2 separate regions of the Mus musculus genome follow, and region 2 is linked to region 1. A link is a contact called in public promoter capture Hi-C data. All regions are on one chromosome and are shown on one strand. Each heading gives the region's core, a stretch centred on a gene start, on an enhancer-like site or on the middle of the called end of the contact. The rest is flanking DNA. Distances are from core to core; before and after follow the strand shown. Region 1 holds the start of Zfp30 (zinc finger protein 30). Region 2 holds the start of Zfp420 (zinc finger protein 420).

The links. Capture Hi-C pulls out chosen DNA fragments and counts their contacts.
Region 2: a promoter capture Hi-C map of adipose tissue shows a contact between it and region 1. The contact joins the promoter of Zfp420 here to the promoter of Zfp30 in region 1. A contact is called at or near these places in 8 of 39 promoter capture datasets (the C10 cell line, the HPC-7 cell line, cranial neural crest and 4 more), 19 of 484 Hi-C or Micro-C datasets (the Ba/F3 cell line, CD4 T cells, the G1E-ER4 cell line and 13 more), 7 of 115 datasets of contacts at active chromatin or transcription factors (the 230-238 cell line, bone marrow-derived macrophages, embryonic stem cells and 3 more) and 4 of 9 other capture datasets (adipose tissue, liver, macrophages and 1 more).

What each region holds. Positions count from the first base shown.
Region 1 is chr7:29,781,697-29,785,422 of GRCm38.p6, forward strand. It overlaps Zfp30 (zinc finger protein 30), which reads left to right and starts at 2,272. Exons shown (of 5, transcript NM_001360208.1): 1 at 2,272-3,205.
Region 2 is chr7:29,857,830-29,861,612 of GRCm38.p6, forward strand. It overlaps Zfp420 (zinc finger protein 420), which reads left to right and starts at 2,150. Exons shown (of 4, transcript NM_172740.2): 1 at 2,150-2,264; 2 at 3,187-3,239.

The DNA.
Region 1 (3,726 bases), core at 1,022-3,521:
TCCAGGTGTATCCCACCACGCCCAGTTGGATTCTGTCTGGCTGATCTATTGCCTCCTTTCCTCTCTCTCTGCTCCCTGCTCTTCCTCACCCCCTACTCCTCTGTTTATGATTTAATTTTAGCTGGGCATGATGTATACACCTTTAATCCCAGAACACAGGATGCAAAGGCTGGTACATCTCTTTGAGTCTAAAGGCAGCTTGGTCTCCACACAATTCCAGGCCAGCCAGGGCCATGCAGTAAGACTCTACAGTTTCATTATGTGTGTGGTCTGTGCCTGTGAGGGCAGGTGCTATCAAAGACATGTGTGGCACCAGAGGCATCAGCCTGCCTGGAGCTGGAGTTTGGATGGCTGTCAGGCACAGGGGTGTTAGGAACCAGGAACTGGACTGGGTCCTCTGCAAAAGCATGCTCTTAATCACTGAGCTGTCTCTTCAGCACCTTCTTGTGTTTTGAAACAGGGCCTTGCTCTGTAGTTTTTTTTGTCTTGTATTTTATGTGAATCAATGTTTTGCTTACATGCATTGCCAGTTGCCCATTGAAACCAGAGGAAGTCATTGCATCTCCTGGTATTGGAGCTACAGACAATTGTGAGGCACCATGTTAGTGCTGAGAGCTGAACCTGGGTCCTCTGGAAGAGCAGTCAGTCCTTTAAGCACTGAGCCACCTTTCCAGACCCCTCAATTATTAAATGCTATAATATTTAATAATACTAATCATCATCATCCTCATCAGTGTTAGAAACCTATCAGAAGACAAGCTACCCAATAACCCAGGGTGGTGCCTAATACCTGTAATTCCAGCTGAATGGAGAAGCTGATTCAGCAGAATCACAAGTCCCAGGCCAGCCTGGGCTGTCGTTCAAATAAACAGCCCACCAATGTCAGGCTAAAGGGGCCCCCACAAACCAAATCTTGGGAAAAAAATAGGCATCAAAAAGAATTAAATTAACTATAACTCATTAAGAATCTATGCATATGTGCTGTTGAGACTAAATTAAACGGGCTAAAGGAAAGCTCTTTCTAACATAACTCTCTTAGGGTTTTATTGCCGTGAAGGGACACCATGACCAGGGCAACTTTTATAAAGGAAAACATTTAATAGGGGCTGGCTTGCAGAGGTTCAGTCCACCATCGTCCTGCGGGAAAGGTGGAGGCTTGCAGGCAGATGTGGTGTACCTTGGGCATATGTGACCTCAAAGCCCCGCCTCTACGGTGATGATACACTTCCTCCAATAAGGCCACACATAAAATCACTACTTGGCATGGGCAAGCATACAAATGCATGAATCTATGGGGCCATACCTATTCAAACCACCACAAGAACATAAGAATAACATGAAAACCCAATCGATTATTCTTTCAGAGAAGCCCATACTGCGATTTCAGGTGCCGTCATTCGGAGCCCCTCTCCTCATGCTAAAGCCTAAAACCCCAAGCCTAAAATAATAAAATAAAATAAAAAGCCGGGTGGTGGTAGCGCATGCCTTTAATCCCAGCACTTGGGAGGCAGAGGCAGGTGGATTTCTGAGTTTGAGGTCAGCCTGGTCTACAGAGTTCCAGGACAGCCAGGACTATACAGAGAAACCCTGTCTCGAAAAAACAAAAAAAAAAAACCAACAACAAAACAAAACAAACAAACAAACAAAAAACCCACAAAACAACAGCCACAACAAAAACTCAAGCCTGCTTTGTTAAAAGAAAACCACGTCCGAAGTGGTGGTGCACACCTTTAATTCCAGCACCACGGAAACAAAGGCAGGTGGATCTCAGAGTTCCAGGCTAGCCTGGTCTACACAGATTCCAGGCTAGCAAGGGCTGCATAGAGAGAGTTTGTCTCAAATAGAGATTTAAGAAGAAAGAAAAACTGGTTAAAAAAAAAAAGAAAAGAAAAAGAAAAAACTCAGGTAGAGGGCGGGGGTGTGGTGGTGTGTGCCGTTAATGTCCACATTCAGGAAGCTTACTGGAGAATCACTTCAATTTCAAAGTCAGCCTGGTGTCCACAGAGAAAACCAGGGTCATTTAGAGAGACCACAGCTTTAAAAACAAACAATAGATGCCCAAACTAGTATAAGTGGTTCAGCCAACGCTCCACGCTGGACCTCAAAGCATCTGGGGGTTAGTTTGTTCAACGCCAGAGCTACTGCTGTAGGCCTAAAGACTTGGCCATTTCTGCCCAATCCTGGATCCTGGAACCAAACTCCCTCTGTCCAGGCCTGCACAAGATGCTACCGAAGGCTCCCCGCCTCCCTGCGGCTCCCTTGTGCGCATGCGCATTGAAGCAGCGAGAAAGAGACACACACAGCCCCACCTCCAACCCCCTTCCCCTGACCAAGAGCTAGGGGCCTGGCTCGCAGCCTCCGCGGGGCTGGAAGCCCAGAACCTAGTCAAAGAAGCTAGTGGCAGTCGGACTCTCAGGCTTGAGATCTGATGTCCCAGAGCCTTCAGTACCACGGTCCCGTCCGTAGCACTTTGGTGCCGCCGCTGCAGCGCTGACCGCGCTGGCAACCCACCCTCCCGGGATACCCGTCAGCTGGGTGGTCCCCGGTCTCGTGCGGCCTACGCTCTTCTCCGGGGACCCGCTCTGAGGACCCCTGGGACTCAGGTGGCCCGTTCGTGGGTACAGCTGCCGTGCTGACGCGCTGCACCTAAACCCCGGCCTGGCTGTGGACAAGGACCGAGAGGGAAGGCGGGGGCCGCGACTTGCACGGTGGAGATACCCTGTGCAGAACCTTAGATTCCCGGCGGGCCTGGGGAGCAGAGAACCGGGGGACACCTCGGACCTAAGGCTGGGCAGCCCCGGACTGGTAACTGGTGAAGCAGAGTGGCCGAAGCAGCAAACTCGGGCACGGGTGACTGTGGGCTGCTGTAGTCTATCTCGCTTGCTGGGATCATACGGATGGGGTCAGCCTGGAGCCCTGAAGCTTGGAAGGGGATTCTGATCAATTTCAGAAAAGCGTAGGGGTGAGGCCAGAGGACGTGGTGGCATACACCTGACTTCTCGGGATTTGGGAGGTGGAGGCAGGGGGAGTAGGCGCTCAAGGTCATTCTCTACTGCCTAACGTTGGGTTGCAAGAGAGAAAAAGAAAAGAGAAGAAGAAGGAAAGAAGAGAAAAGAAAAGAAACAAGGCCTGGAGTGTCTGCCAGTCTTCAGAAGAGACCCTAGAAGCCAGCAGCTACTACTTCTGTTTAAAACAGAGATTATGTGTGAGTTTCTAGAACTTCTGTGTTCCTGTGAAATGCTTGAGTTTTTGTTTTTCGTTTTTGGTTTTTTGTTTGTTTGTTTTTGCTGTTGTTGTTGTTGTTGTTTTGAGTATGGATTTTTTTAATTTCCTTCCCTTTGAAAGACGTTTGTGAAAATGTTTTATTCAACTGTGAGTGGTGTCACTGCCACTCCACTAGGACCAAGTGTTCAAGGCCAGCCTGGGTTACATTGAGACCCTGTCTTTAAAAAAAAAAAAAAGCGAACTATTCATTGCTTTGGGTCTGAGAATTTCCCTGCATTTTCAGTGGGCAGAGACTTAATCAGGATTCCTCTTTGAGTGCGCAGCGCCTGCGGTTCTATGGTTATGTAGCACCCACGTGCTATACATTTAGATGTCCTGTTTTTCTTAGGATTCTCTAATACGGAAATATGTCTGCTAAAGTCTGATGTGTGATTGGTCAAGGACGAGCATGTATTTAAATGATTGAGGTGGTGGCTGGAGGGACCACTGAGGCATTTCCTC
Region 2 (3,783 bases), core at 900-3,399, 76 kb after region 1:
GGGATTTTTTTCTTAATTAAATCATTTGATGAGGGGGGTCTACTTCTTATCTGGACCTTTGAGGTAGGAAGACCCACCTTTAATCCAGATCTTTTGGGGTGGAAAGATCTGCCTCTAATTAGGGCCACACCTGGAAACCTACATTAAGGACATGGAAGAAGGACTCCTCCCTCTTTCCCTGCTTGTTCTCATCCTTGTCATTCCTTTCCTGGCATTAGAGTCAATTTCTTCCATATTCACCTGTGTGCCAAATTCTTATTTTGTCAAATCCTGAAAATTTTGCCATTATACACAGTCTTCTTAATGCCCACTTTGAATGTGTCTTCACTATTTATTTTTCATTACCAAGATAATGTGTAGATTTCTTCTTCTTGTAGAAAACTTGCTCCACATTCTAGGTAAAGCTGAGCTTCCCTTTGGCCTCCATTCCTGTAGCAGTTCCTTCCCGAGGTAGGCACTGCATTTGTCTTAGATACTCTCCTATTGCTGTGAGAAGACCCCATGACTAAGGCAACACAGGAAAATGAAGTGGAAAGTTCTGGTCTCTTTGTGACATGGATAGTTTTCTGGAAACTGTCTTATGGTTGTGCTGAAGCAGACATGTGGGAAGTTGTTTTGCTGAGAACAGACACGTGGTGTTTTTCTGGAAGCTACTTGGAAAGAAGGCATGTGATGTTTTGTTAGCAGATGCTTGAGAGAACATGTGATGTTTGAAAAGGGTATAAGTATAACCCAACAGACATAGGTGTTGGGTGACAGTGGGTCATCTTGCTATTCTTTGCTAGTCACCGTTTGTTGTGATTTCGTAGAGAGAAACACACCAAAGAACTTCCGGTGGCATTCCAGTGGCTTCTTGCTGCTTCTGTGGACTCTGGCCAATTTGGAAGAGCCTTGAGGTTTCTTCTGGATGGACGCAAGCCACTGCTATGGCTGATTCGTGAATATTGCTTACAAGTGAGTCGAGCTACCACTGCTGATTCCTGTGAATTGAACTGCCTGCTGCTATCCTGACAACAAAGACTGGGATTGCCCCAAAGAACTATTTCTAAACAGCCCACATCCTCCTCTGCCCTATTAACCTTTCCTTTCCACTGCCTCTGGTGGGTGGTAGGCTAGAAGGGAGGTTAAAGCATTTAAGCACACTTAAGTTGGTTTTGAAAAATACAAGCTTACTGGAAAAAAAAATATATATATATATATGAATGAGAGAGACAGAGTCTTTCTGTGTAACCCTGAGTATCCTAGACTTTGTTCTATAGACCAGACTGGCCTCAAATTCAGAGATTCACCTAACTCTGCCTCTGGGAGGAAAAAATACTTTTGTTTTTTCAAGACAGAGTTTCTCTGTATTGCCCTGGCTCTCCTAGAACTTGCTCTGTAGACCAGACTGGCCTTGAATTTAGAGATCTGCTGGCCTCTGCCTCCCAAGTGTTAGGATCAAAGGAGTGTGTCAGCCCTGCCTGGCTGAAAAAAAGAAAAAAACACTTTTAATTAGAGGCTTGCAGACAGTTTCAGAGGGTGAGTCTGTGGTCAACATGGTAGGAAATATGGCATCAGGCAGGCTCTGCCCTAGAGCAAGTAGGTGAGAACTCACATCTGATTCTAAGGCCTCACTTGGGCTTGAACCCTCAAAGCCCACCTACAGAGGTACACCCCTGCAACAAGGCCACATCTCCTAACTGAGAACCAACATCCAAATATATGAGCCTGTGGGGGCCATTCTCCTTCAAACCAATGAAGTGGAAACTTAAGGGTTCTTTGAAAGTCGTTTGGAAGTGGATACAGGTGAAAGATAACACAGATCATCATGAGCAACTAGTCAATTATTCCAGAAATATGTAGTGACCCTTCACAAACAAACTACAGTGGCTGAATCTCTGTTGAGCAACCCCACATGTGGTATAAAATCTCATTACCACAGGTATAAATCACCTCACAAATATTGCGATTGGGGGGAGAGAGGGAGGAAAGAGGAGCGGTTTGGAAGGAGAGAGGGGGAAGGGAGGGGAGAGGTGGAAGGGAAAGAGGGAGGGGTGAGAGAGAAGGTGGAGGGGAGGGAGGGGGGGGCAGGCATTGGCCCCAGCCATTGGACTACATTTCCCAGAGCCACCGGGAGCAGAACGCCGTTTCCGTTTCCTGGCGAGAGTTCGGGGTACTTGCGTCACGAGAGGGTTGTGTCTGGAGGATCTCCTAAGCATCCCATAGAGCAGGCTGCCTGTAGTGGAGCCCGGCGCAGGAGGCGGGACCCTGAGCTTCCCTCGGAGGTGAGCGTGCTGAGGAACGTCTGGAGGACGTGTCTGTGGCATTAGGTGGCGGTGTCTCCCGTGTATACGCCACAAGCCTGTGCTTTTGGAGCCTGTTGCGACCCTTGGTTTGTGGTTGGCGTGCTGTGTGTGAATGAGTTGTGACACACAAGGGTGTGTGTGATTGTTGCTTATCTCACTAGAGATGTTTCTGGGACTGATGGTGTCGGCCCACGTGTATGGTGGAGAAACGGTGCTGTTATAGCGAGGTATTTAGATGTTTATGTCACTCTGAGGTTGTTGATGTACCTGGTATCCTGTGCATAACTGGCTTGCCTCGGAAGACATGTGTGATAGTGTCACTGAGATTACGATTGCTTGTTTCCGTCGCCTGTGACTTTTATAGTGTTCTCCCATTTGGGTGACTGTGTGAGTGCGTGTGTATGAATGTATGCGTGTGTGTTTATGTGTGTACGTGTGTGTATGTGTGTGACTGTAGGATGCTGTGTGCTGTACTCATGATTGTAAAGAAAGTAGAAGTTCACCCTTGTAAAAGAATGTCGCTGACAGTATTTGTCCCTGACAGAATGTTTGGTTATTGTACATGCTTGGGTCCTATATACGAGTTAGTGCTCCAACGGTGTAGCTCTGACAGTGTAAATTGTGACACTAGCAATGTGACTGTGGAAATTTTCTTGTTTCTACCTGTGATCCTTCCCTGATGTGGTAGGGTACAACGGTGAAATTTTGTTGGAATTCATGGGGGGTCCCCACCATGAATCTACCAAAGGATCCTGAGTTGCTTGTGACTTTGTCTCTCCCCAATTACTCCCAGAATGTAAAGACTTAACCCCTCTGTGGGGACGGAGGAAGAGGTTGTCTCTAATTCAGAGTATATGGCAAGAACAACATAGCATCTCATTTAACTTTTTTATTCTCAAAGTACAACACAGAAGAGGAAAAATGGCCATTGTCCATCTAGAAGGGAAGTTTGAGGTAAGCAGATATTTGTCTCCTCAACAGCCTTTATCATGTCAGAAAACGATCTTTGTTTTACTTTATTGTTGTTTTTGTGACTGTCTCCTACCCAAGTCTTCTCTTATAATGGAGGAACAAGGCAATTTATTTATTCCTATTTACTTATTTTTGAGGCAGGTCTCTGCCTGGTTTGAACCTCTTTATGTAGTACACACTGGCCTTGAAATCATAAAGACCCATCGTCCTCTTCCTTCCAAGTTCTGGGTTAAAGGCATGCATTAACTCAATGGCATTTGATGTTTATATTTTGAGAGTAATGAAAATGTGTAATTTGTAATAGATGTTTTCCAATACTGGATACATTTATAAAGAATGGATTTGATGCTCAAATTAAAAGAAAGAGCATTCTTGTACTATTTATGTAACTTTTGGGAGAATTTAGCTTTTGTTTCAGTTTTTTGTTTTGGTTTTGGTTTGGTTTGGTTTTCTTTTTGAGACAGGGTTTCTCTTTGCAGCCTTGGCTGTCCTAGAACTCACTCTGTGGACCTGGCTGGCCTTGAAC